Linked DNA regions of Dromaius novaehollandiae: region 1 is linked to region 2. A link is a contact called in public Hi-C data. All regions are on one chromosome and are shown on one strand. Each heading gives the region's core, a stretch centred on a gene start, on an enhancer-like site or on the middle of the called end of the contact. The rest is flanking DNA. Distances are from core to core; before and after follow the strand shown. Region 1 holds the start of PDCL2 (phosducin like 2). Region 2 holds the start of CRACD (capping protein inhibiting regulator of actin dynamics).

What was found. Hi-C and Micro-C count contacts between places; a contact is called where the count stands out from the background.
Region 1: a contact with region 2 is called in a Hi-C map of brain, with 2.5 times the contacts expected there. The contact joins the promoter of PDCL2 here to the promoter of CRACD in region 2. A contact is called at or near these places in 2 of 4 Hi-C or Micro-C datasets (brain and liver).

Annotation. Positions count from the first base shown.
Region 1 is chr4:57,824,821-57,832,280 of bDroNov1.hap1, reverse strand. PDCL2 (phosducin like 2) reads right to left here and starts at 4,788. Exons shown (of 6, transcript XM_064511145.1): 1 at 4,734-4,788; 2 at 2,375-2,495; 3 at 817-907. The coding sequence starts at 4,739. It overlaps NMU (neuromedin U), which reads right to left. Exons shown (of 8, transcript XM_064511770.1): 7 at 6,450-6,489; 8 at 5,694-5,862. The coding sequence ends at 6,454.
Region 2 is chr4:57,620,173-57,627,116 of bDroNov1.hap1, reverse strand. CRACD (capping protein inhibiting regulator of actin dynamics) reads left to right here and starts at 2,973. Exons shown (of 12, transcript XM_026093775.2): 1 at 2,973-3,110.

The DNA.
Region 1 (7,460 bases), core at 3,539-6,038, 200 kb before region 2:
TATGGTGTATCTTCATCCAGCTAAGTTAAGCAATGCATAATGGCGATCTCTTCCCTTAAACATGCAGCTTTGAGACTAAATTAAGTATTTTAAAAGGGAAATAACTTTTTTTTAACAAAATGTCAAAGTAAATTGCAGTGTAAATTCCCTCTCTTTGCTATTGACAATCAGGAGGAAGCAGGACAGTAACTTTAGTGCTGTCCCCTCTATCTGTTGGCAAAGGAGCAGAAAGAAGGTGAAACAAGGCAGCTGTGTCACTCAGTAGACATTACTATTCAAAAAATTCTTAGTTTATTTTTCAGGACCATGTACAGGGTCCAGCAAGGGGCTAATAAGATGATTAAGGGACTGCTCTCTCATGTGAGGAAAGGCTGAGAGAGCTGGGACTGTTCAGCCTGGAGAAAAGAAGGCTGAGGAGGGATCTTATCAACAGATATAAGTATCTGAAGGGAGGATGTACAGAGGATGGGGCCAGATTTTTTTCAGTGGTGCCCAGCAATAGGACAAGAGGCAACAGACACAAACTGAAACACAGGAAGTTCCATCTGAATATAAGGAAAAACTTCTTTACTGTGAGGGTGACAGAGCACTGGAACAGGCTGCCCTGAAAGGTTGTGGAGTCTCCTTCCTTGCAGATACTCAAAAGCCGTCTGGACACGATCCTGGGCAACGTGCTCTAGGTGACCCTGCTTGAGCAGGGGGGTTGGACTAGATGATGTCCAGAGGTCCCTTCAACCTCAACCATTCTGTGATTCTGTGGACACGTATAATAGTGACATATGCATTGTTAATCTGGCTAGGAATATCTTACTATACCTGTACATTTCAACAGCTTTCACATCAGCCTCATCGAAGTCATCTTCAGCTTCCTTTAATTCTTTAAGATTCATTCTTTCATAAGGTTTCACTAGAACAAACAAACAAAAAATCATCTTTTGTTCACTAAACTATCTGCAAACACTGTAAATGTCTGTATGAAAATTATTACACAGACATGGAATTAATGAAAGAAAAAATGTACCTGTAATTTCAGAGATTAGTCAATTTTGGTATACCTTTGGTTAAGAGAGAAAAAATGAAATTATTTAACCATAACTGATATTTACTTGCTTAGGTACTTGCATGTGCTATGCTCTTGGATCTAACTACATCTGTACCGGATTCTACTTCCGCCCAGACCGACTGATGGGAGTCTAGAAAGGATTGCAAAAGTCTGCAAATGAATGATCACAGATCTCAAAAAAAACGGCTTAAAAATAAGTCCAAAAGGACTGAAGTTGTTAACATAGAACAGTGATTTAAACAGTGTAGCACGCAGTGGTATGCCATTCTGCCACTTTTTTATTTTGGGATATTACCTTCTAATACCTCTTTAGATAAACACCATTCTGATGAACAGTGCCTCCAAGAATTTGGCAGAAGCTGCTGCTGAAGCCACAAAGACTGTGTGTTTTCCCTGTTGTAAATTGTCAAAGGAACACAGCGGATTGTCAAAGAAACACACAGAGCTGAAAACTGCTGAACCAACTGTAATTTGCCTCTCAATTTGGAAGTCTGTAATTTGTCACAAAGTGAGAATTACTACAACACATTTAAACAAGAGCCTAAGTGGCTCTATGCAAAGCTGCTTGCCTGCAGGAATGAAGTTGGTACCAACAGGCACAGTTTTACACAGGGGTGCCACTCCCAGTTCCTACTATGGTTGTAATCACACTTTTGTGCTTTTTATTCTTCCAGGGGAAACTATGGGAAGCCATAGTAACAGTAACAATTTTCTAATACATACAGGTATCTGCAAAGAATACATTTTTCTTCATGCCCACTGTGGACAGGACATGGATGTTTGCATGTCAATACCTGATTTTGGACAGCAAAGATACTTGATGTACAAAATTGTGATGACAGATGTAAAAGACTGTCAATTTGGCTCATAAATTGCAAAACTTTTCACAGAAATTGAAAATATTAATCATATGAGGAGTTTGGAGTAATGGAAAACAGTGACAGGAAGAAAAATATTTTGCTGCTGGAAAGCAGAAAAGCAATTAAAATGAAATCCACATGTTCTTACCGAAATACAGGAGTGTATTACTACCAATTTCTTTGCATGTGAATCTTGCTTATACTGCCTAGTCCCTTTGTTAAAATGATGCAAATGAGTTAGCTGTACATAACAGATGCCGTAATGTTTGTCAGTAAAGTTACAGTATGTTTAATTCAGTATCCTTTTTTTTAAAAAAAAAAATCAACTGGGTGAAAATAATTAAAATAATATAATTATTATGCAATATTTACAGCTCAAAAAGCATTACTGCAAATACCTCAGCCTTCCAAATGTTGTTATATTAATGACATATATTTTGATTTTACTTGCCTTCTGCTTCTTTCTGCAAGCGTAAAACCATTTCTTCAATTTCATCTTTTGGTTTTTCTTTTGGAGGAAGAATTCCAAAGTCTCTCAATACATCATTCCATTCAGTATCTTCATTTGGATCCTGTTTTGATATTATGAAACAAAAATAAGTCAACAAATTAGTCACCCATGCCCCTTTTTTATACCAAAACCAGAACTTTTTCATTGTGCCATATAGTAAGGCCATAACAAATGCACACCATTACTTAGACTCTGCAATGTCTTCATGGACCATTCTCTAATCTATCATGAATTTTCATTTGGCATTTTTCACTTCTGGACAGACAACAGCAAGAAAATGAAAGGAACCCCCCCACCCAATTTAAGTATAATTAAACCTATCTCAGTCTCCAAAATATCAGTTAAGATTTTGTCTGAAAGATATATAGAAACCTTCTTCAGAAACCCAAAACATCACTCACATATACATATTTAAAGAAATAGTTTTATAAGGCATGACTTCTGTAGTAATATTTTAATTGACATTTTGAATAAACATGTAAAAGCATGCCTAGAATCAGAAAAGAAAAAAACCCAACTTTTTATTTTAAATGAATAATACTAATGGGTCAACATAAATTACCTGATATACCATGTTTATTTACATCACACCACTTCTGCATGTATACATGCACACAGGAAAAGTGAAATAAAGGTTTAAGAATAAGTTATATGTTCTCCTTCTTTGATTGAAAAATATAATCCTTTGTAAAAAATAAAAGAGAAGATCCACATATAATCCTAAAATAGATAGTCACTAATGGGCCTGGAGTAGGAAAAACCTAAATGAAGATTTGCTATAGTTAATTCCCAGCATTTACTTATATAAGAAATTCTGTCTTACTGCTTGTCTTATTACATGTTTTAAATTCTTCACCAAAGAAGAATTTTTACTCAGGTGCAGTCAGGATACCAAAAAACCCCACAGAACTAAGACGACTACTCCAGGGGAACCACCGAAGAAACAACAGTGATACACATGCACTTCGGCCTCCATACAAATGCTCTCGTGCCTGACTTAGGTAAGGATTAGATTCTGCCTCACAGAGTGCAAAATTTTTCTCCGTAGCAGAAGGATTTGGAAGGATTGAGAGACATAAAGCTCATAATAATCATAAACATAACTGGACAAATACATTTCAAAACCATACAACAGAAAAGGACTACTGAAACAGAGGCTGAATGTAGGTAACTTTAAACTAGAAGACGAGCTCCAGCCAGTGTTTGCCAGGAAAGATTTCAACACTTTGTGTCTTTCTGTAAATGTACATCCTAAATAAAGTCTCTCTACGGTATTTTACTTAAGTAGTGTACTTTATACCATTTCTTTTTAATGTTTATAACTCTCAACAGGTTCGTGAATTGATTAACTGATTGTACATTGGACCTTTTCTAGGTACTTTTACATCTTGTAAAAGCAAGAATTGGATCAAGAATACTACATTTAACATCATGGTAAACATAAAAAAAAAAGGCCTCTGAGATAAATCTGAACTCCAATGTCAAGGAAGGGAAGATCAGAAGCTGCCAAATTTTCAACAATTTTTAACCAATTGAGTTAAATCAATGCTTAAGAACCCAAGTGTTAACCTATCAGTGTAAGTTTGCAGTATATGCACAGAAGAATTAAATTGTGTGTCAAAAACTTCATCAGATGTTTGACTGTAACTGGCAAAGGAGCCAAGCAACAGCAAAAATGATCTGACATAAACTGGTTTCAGTAGAAAGCTGGACTACCGAAGCAGCATTACTCAACTAGCAGGTCACACTCCCAAACAAGAAAACTTCTCACAATACTTCTTACTGCTGCCAAAGATAATATCACTTATCGCTAGCTTTGCCAGGGGTGATACTCACACATATTAAGTTTGACCCCTAGGCTGGGTAACTTCAATTCTGGAGAGTAAATAACACTTCTAAGCTAAATTTAAGTATTAATTTTGCACCTTCCTCTTTGGGCAAGTGACACAATACTTTACAGCCTGCTACATCTATGATCACCCAGCTACCACAGTGTAGTATTTTATTATTCATAAAGGATATTAATAATTAAGTAAACTGCTAAAAAAAAACCAACAACAACAAAAAAGTCACATAGCCTCCCTGACGTATTTTCACAAGAAACCCCACACCAATCGCTCTTCTAACCCGTCACTTCTCCGGACACCCCGCAGGGGCCGGGAAGGCTTCGTGAGGTCCCTCTCCGCCCTCGGGGGCGCTGCGGCGGGCTTGGCCGCACCGAGGAAGCCCTCCGCGGCCTACGGCTACGCTCCTGCCCTCCCGACCATCTCCGCTTTTCCTCCCCGCTCCCGGACCCCACCTGCATAGCTACGCCGCCCCACGCCGCCTCGCTCCCCTCACGCAGGTTTGACCCGGCGGGCGGGCGGGCGGGGCGGGGCGGAGCGGCCGTTGGGGCGGGGCGGCCGGCCCCGCCCCTCACCGGGCTAACGGTCGCGGCACCGCCCCGGCCGTTGGGGCTGTTTGGGTTGAGCGTCGCGGCCGTTGGGTGCCTGCGCCTGAGGCCGGCTGCCCCGGCGCTTATGCCGCTCGCGCCCCTGCTCCCGCGGCTGGCGGAAACGGCACCAAATCGGTAGTGGGGTCATTTTAGGAAACCGCGTAAGGGGTCGTAGGTTGCCTCATGTCATGGCTTTTGTTTGGCCTTCCTACACACTGAACATAACAGAGATTCTAATTATATAGTTTTTCTTCACTGAAATATTTATATTTTTTGAAACATGGCATTTTCTCATGGGTTTTCTTCCCTCTGCTCCCTTAATTTTGTCACAGTGCGGTATTACATGTTGTGGTAGAGCAAAAAAAATGTATCACATGAATTAGACCTACTGCACCATTTTATCAGGCATGAAAGCTTGGCTTCAGCATACATCTTTTTTGTGGGACTGAGTTTACTTTTATTCAATAATGAAACAATATGCATTTCCAATAAATAGGAGAGCACAATAAGAATGTGCAAATGCAACACTTTGGCTACATAAGTTAGCATAAGTATTAATAAAGGAGCTGCAGAATGTTATATTACAAAATAAGCTGTGATTTTAAAGACAAATATTTGCAGTGTTCTGAAAAAAAGTCTACATTGCAAACATTAAAACAACTCTAACTGAATGCCTTTATTTGGAAGGGAAAATAAATGTAAATATCAATACTGTTAGAGGCAGTGTCTTCTACATGCATACACTGTGACTTTTTTACAGTTGCACTACACACAGTTGTAAACACAACACTAGGAAACAAATAATTTTAATATGCTTTTAATATATTCAGGAAAGTAAAGAAACATTTCAGTTCTTAACTGAATCTAGTTTAAGAACATTTACATTCTAGTGATTTTTGAATCGTACATTAGTAAAGAAAAATTTTTGTAAGGAAAACAGTATGTCCATGTACTCCGCATTCCTGCAGCATTTCTAGATCAGGAATCTAAAATCCTGAAAAATAAGAAAAAGCTTTAGCTGTTGATATGACATAACACTAAATGCTTAAAATATGATAGAGCTGTAAAATGTATTAGATAAGACAGCATTATAATACTGGCAAAGAAAAACTTTTTTATATCTCCAAAGAGTTGAATCGTTTGAAATTAAATTGGGAAGTCAATACTTAGTTTCAGTGTGAGTTTTCTTCTGTGTAAGAGCAGAAGGATTAGCCCCAGAATGCCAGCTTACTTCTCAGTATAGACTTGACAGGTAGTTGGATTGGTGCTTCCTTACATCCACTTACCATCATTAGTAATTTTCCAAACTCTGCAAATCTGGGGTGTTTTCCATTTCTTGCTGCCTGAAACACCTCCGATTTCTTTGTTCTAGGGAGTGAGTACCTACGGCTTCTATTCACTCCAGTTTGAGATAGGTGAATTTAGTGGATCTGGAAAAATCTGTCTGCAGAAATCTAAGTTGACTGCACAGTTAAAGACTTTCAGCGTTAAATACTACTTCTGAACATAAATATTTGGCCTATTTGTATAAAGATCAACATATTTAAATATAGATCTTGATTAGAAGCATTATATAAATACCTCCTTAGTGAAAATCCACTGATCTCCTTCCATTGCGTGGCTGAAAGACAAATACCCAACAAGCAATCTGTAAAACTGACCAGTTTCAACAAGAAAGCCGCACAGAACTCAGCATATATAGAAATTGGTAAATTCCTCAGTTTTGTCACGGTGATCATCATTAAAGATAAACCTGAGACCAGTTATCATTTAATGCACAACCACCTCAGGAGGAAAACTACACAGTACAATTTCAACTTTTAAGATCAAAGAATGAATTATGCCCATTTTGTATGATGTTGTGAGAGAAAAAAAGCCACAAGAAGTCACTCTAAGAGACTGTTACCCCTCCTTTTTTGTGGCAATTAACAAACAAATATATAAAGTCACTTTCAATGATTTTAAACTGTGTTCTTTAACATAAGTGAAGTGTTTTTCCTTTTTCACCATGGCCATTGCAGTAAAATTTTGCCCTACCTGGGGATTTGATTCACTTTCTACTACAGCTAGTAAAAAGCTCTTACTGAGCTTAATAAGGATTGGCTGTTTATTCTGACATGGTGAGTGCATCATGGGTTAATTAATTATTTAACTGTGGGTTAACATAACTGATAACTTTGGCCTATCATGAGATCTCTAAAGGTCCAAGCCTGACACATGAGAAATATAAGTATACAAACATGTCTTCTTTTCACTAGCTGCTTTCTTATTCAAACAGAAAAAAAGATTAACCAAAATGAAGAAAATCACTATCAAGTCTGACTTGACATTTTTAGCTTAATGCATTTTGCATAAACAAAATAAAAAGGCTCTATGGCATGAAAGATGGACAGAGTAGGTTCATTGTCATGAGAATTTTTATATATACTTTCCAACCTTACTGGTCAAAATACAAGGAAAATGGAAGGTCAGGCTCAATATCTGTCTTGGTACAGTAAGTAAGCACGGCATTGTATTTATGTAACATATAAACACACTGTTGAACAATGCTTTAGAAGATTTTGAAAGATGCCATATTTTCTAGAACTCTAC
Region 2 (6,944 bases), core at 1,724-4,223:
TGATCCTTACCCTTTACTGAGCGCTGGTGAGACCACATCTGGAGTGCTGTGTCCAATTCTGGGCTCCCCAGTCCAAGAAGGATATGGATGTACTTGAACAAGTCTAGTGGAGGGCCACAAAGATGATCAAGCATCTGACATAGGAGCAGAGGCTGAGAGAGCTGGGATTGTTTAGCCTGGAGAAGAGAAGACACAGGGGGGATCTTATCATTGTGTTTAAAAACCTGATGTGGGGGGAGAGTAAGAAGATAGAACTAGACTTCCGCAGTGGTGCCCAGTGTCAGGACAAGAGGCAATTGGCACAAATACAGGAAATTCCATTTAAACATAAGAAAAAAATTTTTCAGGGTGAGGGTGATTGAACATTAGAGCAGGTTGCCCAGAGAACTTGCGGTGTCTCCATTCTTTGAGATACTCAAAATGTGACTGGACATGGTCCTGAGCAGTCTGCTCTAGTTGACCCTGCTCAGAGGTCCCTTCCAACCCCAGCGATTCTGTAAAATTTTCTGAACAGTAAGCTGATTAGGTTAACCTCCCTATATCTGTAGGGAGTTCATACTTTATTTCTTATATTAGATTGATTTTCTTATTTTAAATTATAAGGATAAAAATAATAGCATTACCATTGTTTTGGCTCAGTTTTGGATTTATCTATATTAGAGCTCAGGTAGATCATGAGTTTTGGCATATTTGATGGTATCTTTGCCTGTGCTACCTGTTTGTGGTGCTAGCTCAGCACTGTCTGAGCAGAGTTGCTTCACCAGGGATTTGGCAGGGGTGTTTCCTTTACCGTTCCAAGCCAGTGATGTAGGAATTAGATTGTTTGAACAAACTAGAATACCGTGATGGGAAATAGAGGAAAGGGGGAAAAGTGAGAATGTCAGTGCCTTTTTCTACTCAGTTTTAATACTGCTGAGAAACGACAGCCATTTTTTCTTGAATGCAGTTGCAGAAATGAGTTACAGCATGGTTGGTCTGCTGTCGGTAAGTCAGAAAGTCTACAGGAGTAAATGCTATTGTTCAGGAAGTTTGTACCTTTTTTCATTGAGCCTGGAAGTACAAAGAACATGTTGACATTCTGAGCTTTCTTTGATTTTAAAGTGATATGTGGGTTACTGGACTATAGCTGCGTGTGTTACCCTTTTCTGTATGCTTTCGTTTTGAATAAATGGATGAATGAAAACATACTGAATGGGAGGGGAATTACCGCCCCAGGGCAGCCTGCTCAGTGCTTTTAAATGGTGTGTTTGCGCCACCTAGGGGACTGATGTCTTCTCTAACGATCATGGCATTGACAAGTTAGGATTATTCCATAGAAAGTCTAGATACATCTAACAAACTCAGAGTGGGACAACTAATAATAAAGCCATCTGTTCTTTAAAGCCCATCCATCACTTTTCCAGTGAGGTTTACTATTGCATTACTTTCCAGCAAGTGTCACTTCTTAAGGAAAAAAATCTTGCTTTAGCTTATTTTTCTCCTCTGTGAAAGTGTAAAGTTGATCTTTGTCAAAACAAGATCTGATACAATTGCGTAATTGGAGTGATTGGAAGGACCTGGTAAAAGGTGAATTTACTTGTATTCTGATGGTTACTGTGGAAGTTTTGCATCTATACTGCCAAATTCTACTGCCTAAAACGTGTAGGATCTGCAACAGCACAAAGACAAAACGGAGCAAAACACCCGAATCCTTCAATGGGGTGTTGCAAAATCCAGCTCTGATAGTTGGGGTTTTTTTTGTATCCCTATATAAAAAATTGCTAATATAAAGATGCATTTAATATACTTAACGTCCCTCCAGATACTGGATCTGGTGCGTACAGCTTCATTTCTGGTGTATCTGTGAAAGACATCATGCCCTGTATGCTATGACTTTAGCAGTGAAGGGACTGAAAGAGGAATGGAATGCACCTCTTCTGGCTTATGTGACTGGTCATCTGTACAACACTGCAGGTGAAAAAAATGCCTTCTAGCATTTAATTAATGTTTATTCCAGAGACATACAGCTAATTTTTTGCACAGATAACACCTCTGTCTCAGGAATTCACTGAGTTGCGAATCACTGGTGAGTGGGAGAGTTTTCTAAGAATATAACAGTAAAAGCTTGCCTACCTATACTTACATGTTTCCTTTAATATGCAGTATGGGCCACAGAGACAGAAAAATGTGCAGTATAGATCTTTGGTCTGATCTAGCATAGGTACTATGTTTCTGTAAGATGCAGTTTCTTTTAGGAATAGCAGAAGGAGCATTCTGACTGGGCCAGAAAGTTAAGGAGCAAGCAGGATCCAAAACTGTGTGGCATTTTGTCCATGGGCGTGTCCGAATCCAGATAGTTGACTGGTAAAGTTTTCTTTCTCAGCAGTGTCAGAACATGGATCACGAGATCAGTTTTGATCCAAAAAGTGGCAATAAGGATAGGACTAAGTGCACGATCTGGCTTTGCTGCTCTCTCCTTGGAAAACTGGTGTCCAGCACTGGTAAAATCTCAGTGTAGATAGCAGAGCAGACGCGTGGGGCCCCAAAAGAGCCAATACGACCACCAGATTTAAGGATGTGGAAAAGAAGGGAGGGTGTTTCCTGTGCGGCTGTGGTGGGGAACAGCTGGTTTTTGTTTTTTATTTGTTGTTATTTCTCCCTTTTCTTAGTAAATGAGGAGGATCAAAAATTGTCTGGATCTGGTGCTAGCTGGGCACTGCATGCGAGCAAATTGGCCAACAGACAGAGCTGCAGGTCTGCTCTCTTTGGGCATTGCAGTGGGAGGGTGGGCGCGAATGGGCATTCCAGATAAATCCAGCCTGTGCCTTTCTTCCCGGTAAAAGGAGCTGAACAGGAGGTCGCGAGCGGAGCGGCGGCTGCGGGCGGCGGCGGCAGACCGCGGGCAGGGCCCGGCGCTCGGTGGGGCGGTGCCTCCCGCCGCCGCCGCGGGCGAGGCGGGCTGCGGGGCGCAGGGGAGCGGCTGAGCGGCGGCGCTCGCATCGCCATGGGGGGGCAGCCGCGGGGGGAGCCGGGGAGGCTGCTTGAGGCGCGCTGGGCGGCTGCTGCATCCACTGCAAGAAGAAGCCACCCTTTCCTCGGTCGCTGCTTACCAAACGAGCGAGGGAAAACAGGTAGGACCTTTTTGTCTCCTTCGCAAATCGCTGCTTCAGTGCGAGGCTTTCCACAGCCCAAAGCTGTTGCAGGCGGCTCTGCTGCTCTGCATCCTGACCTTGCTGCTCAGGCGTTAGCATCTCCCTGCCTCTGCTCAGCAGTCGCTGTGTTTCGGGACGGGCTGTCAGTCGGGGCTGCCCGCTATTGTTGGCCGCGGCGGGCGTTTCGGCACTGCCGGAGGAGGTGCGCTGCTTCCCGCCGTGCCCCCGAGATGGGGAGCCGCTTTTGCTACATGTGGTGCTGCGTTTTTGGATGCCAATGAAAAGCGATTGTGGCCGTGTATGTGCTAGTGGCAGCCGAATGCACAGTGAGGACAGCCAAAAAAACAGCACATGTAAGTAGCTCTATGCCAGGGTTCAACTACCTTTGTTAAATGGAAGGAGTAGGAACGCGTGTGGGTGATTTTCCGAAGGTGCTACTCTGTCGCTGCCAGGGAATTCAATGATTGTTATTTTTTTAAAATTTCTTCTATTTTTCCTTTGTTAGCGTTTTCCCAGAGAACCCTGTATTCTTTTAGCTTTGCTGAAAAGCACAATCTGTCAGAAAGATGACTTTGTTTCACACTATGCTTCTCAAGGGCTGCGTTGCTTTGTTTAAGCTCCTGTAAGCCATTTATCATATAACTGCCATCACGTTTTAATGAGCTATGAAATCTGCTGCTTTTCATGGTTGAAAGACACTAGTACATGGTTTCTGTTTCTTACCCTTTCCTTAAGACTGGAGCAGGTAAGCTAGAGGTAATAATAACTTGCATGGGAAATTGGTTTCTTACACAATCCCTTCTATTAGAAAATGTCTATTTTAGAGATAAAAATATGACTTAAATCTTTTCATTATATATCATTAAGAGATTTTTAGTGAATGGGGTTTGGGCTTTTTATTCATACTGCTGGTATTAACATGAATAGATCACAAATCTGCATATCTGTAGCTCACAAAATGTTACTATACTTCTGCTCTGTTATTTTAAGTGTAAAAATGCCCAGTGAAACACAGTTCACGGGGTGAGTAGAGACCTGGAAGCCACAACTGTGCATCCTGAAAATTTAATATGCCTGACAATAATGGCCCTGAAACTGATCTGCTCTTGGTTGTGTGGGGGATGGTGAGCAAAGGGAAAGGTAAGTGTCATTTACAACCACAGGCCTAATAATAAATATTCTGTAGATAATTTAAATTTGTTATATTCCTAAACAGATTTTGTGTATGTTCCTCAAACAGTTTATAGTATGAGAGAGCCTTTTTCTTAGAATTTTAGATGGTTTAGCCACCCAATAGTAGTAACGCTTATCAGGTTCTGTATTTTATTAGATTAAAGATAATAAATAGGGATTAGAATTGATTTTTATTTAATATTTAGTAGTGCACACTCAAGTACTCCCATCACCAAGATGATTCTAATTGCGCCTTGCATAGACAATTAAGTCTTTTAATTATATCAAAACATTAATCGGTGGACATAAGTGTTATTGTGAGCTTCTTCAACAAAGCTACTGATATTTTCTAACATGGGCAGTGATTAGCAGCTCTGCATATAACTTACTTTATGTGATTTGAATACAGGTCAGGAATTATCAAATTAAAAAATCCAGCTCTTTCTTGGTTGCCATCAGTCTAGCAGATAAGAGGTGCTTGGTTTTGAATATTTCATTCAACAGTGAACTTGAATTTGAGAGAGGCATCTATCTGTGAAGTGCATAGAAACTTTACATGAGAGTGATTTATTATGTACTTATGTCAGAGTTTGCTAATTATAAGAATTCCTCAGAAATCTTTTCTAATAAATATGGTGCTTGGAAAAGAGATTGCTACTGTTTGATACTGGGGCTTTTTTCCCTCTCAAAAGGAAAATATGTCTCAGAACATCCTGTTCTAAAACTAAGCACTCTTTTCAGATATCCATGTGGACAATCCTGCATTTAGAAGGAATTGTTTCACACTTATTAGAAATGAATATTCTTTCCTATACCTTGCGTAATGTGATTTATAAAATTGCACTGGTAGCAAACACGGTGTAAATTATTAATGCTCTTGCTGTATTCTAAAGCATTCTTTTTTTTTTCTTTTTTTTCAGTTTATTGCTTAGAGCTGATTTGGGCTCTATTGCCTTGTGAGGTTATACAGATGTTTGCAGTGGTGACTTGTTAATCCATTAGATAAATTTATTTTTTTACATCCAGTTACTGCAAACTAAAAATAGATTTACTTTAAAAAGGGGCTGTTATTTCGGCAGCATTATTTCGTTTTAATTGCAGATACTAAAAAGCATAATTTATTTTAGTTTCACGCTTCTGATTGCTGTAATAAGAATACTGAAGTTTTGAGGTTTCTTCTGCTTTGCCTATTAGTTATTCTGAATACCGTTTTGCCAGATATCTTAGTCAGTCTCTGAAAACTGAGATACCCCTGTGGGTAATGAAGCTTAGGGTTATTTCGATATATTCCTGGCGTAGATGTGTCAGTTAAGCTCTTTTTAAATAAGAAGTACATGGCATAATAAGAGTTGAATGAAAAGGGATAATGAAATTATGAACGTGAATATATTTGGTTGCTTTATTAAAATGAAGTCTAGTAAACACAACTAGAATTTTTATTTAGATAGCGTGTATTTAAATTGACTGCATTATATCTTTTTTTCCTCACAAGACAGTACAAGAAAATATTTTTTCATATTCTGAATTACTCATATTGGAAAATAGCTGACTCTGCTTTTTAGGAGGGTTTTTTTGCTCACACAAAATCAATACAGGAGTCCTTTATTTCTTAAAGGCCCAAATAGGAGAATTATAGCAAAAAGTACAGTCAATTTCTTAGGCATCCACAGACTCAGGGCAATATAGTTGCATAATAGCTTCCTTCAGTGTGATATAAATGTTGAAATGCTTTAAACACCTATGATGTTTTTTCATTAATCTGCACCATATGTATCTGAATAAGATTTAATAGAGTTCTATGAGTTGTGTAGTAGAATAGAATTTGTCAATTTTTAATAATCTTATAGAAGACAACATGAAGTTATAGTGTTAGCTTTAACTACATTAGTGCTTCCACTGGACAGGCCAAATTGTACTTCTTTATCTATTATTTAAATCAACTAGCGATGGATAAAATGTGTGCTTGTTTCCATGGAGATTCTGAGTCCTGTCTTTTGGGGAACAATGAGTTGTTGTGCAGATCTTACACTTATTGTTTTCTATCATTTCCTGAAGGGACTTTCATTCCTTTTGATTCTCTGCATTGCATGCTATATTATTCCTTTGATTAAGAACAAAAATATATCTTCTCAGAAGCATACAGTATTTACACTTACTTTACATTCAGCATTTACACTTATATTGATAAAGTCTTACGAAGGAATAAAACTGACTTGTAACAAGTAATTTTTAATTAATGCTATTCAAGAACCAGTGTGTTACATAGGCTGAATCACAGTGACTTATTAAGTTTAAGGGGAAGAAAAATATGAAGATCTTTCTGCATATTATCCTGGATAAATGGCTTAAACTGCAGTTGCACAACACATTAAATGAAGATAAGTCAAATGCTACTATAAAGGTATAAAGTACATTAATACATTTTTTGACCATAATTTAATTTCTCCTTTGTATATGCATGCTGTATGCCAAATTACAGAATTACAAGAAGTTTCAGAAGGATAAGGCTATCTAAGAAAACAGTCATATATAGCTGATTGTATTTTGTGGGACTGAATGATTTAGCTAAGCAAGTGCAGTTAAGACCTTTCTGTCAGCTGCTTTTATTTGTCATAAGTAACATTTATATAGTAAAATCAG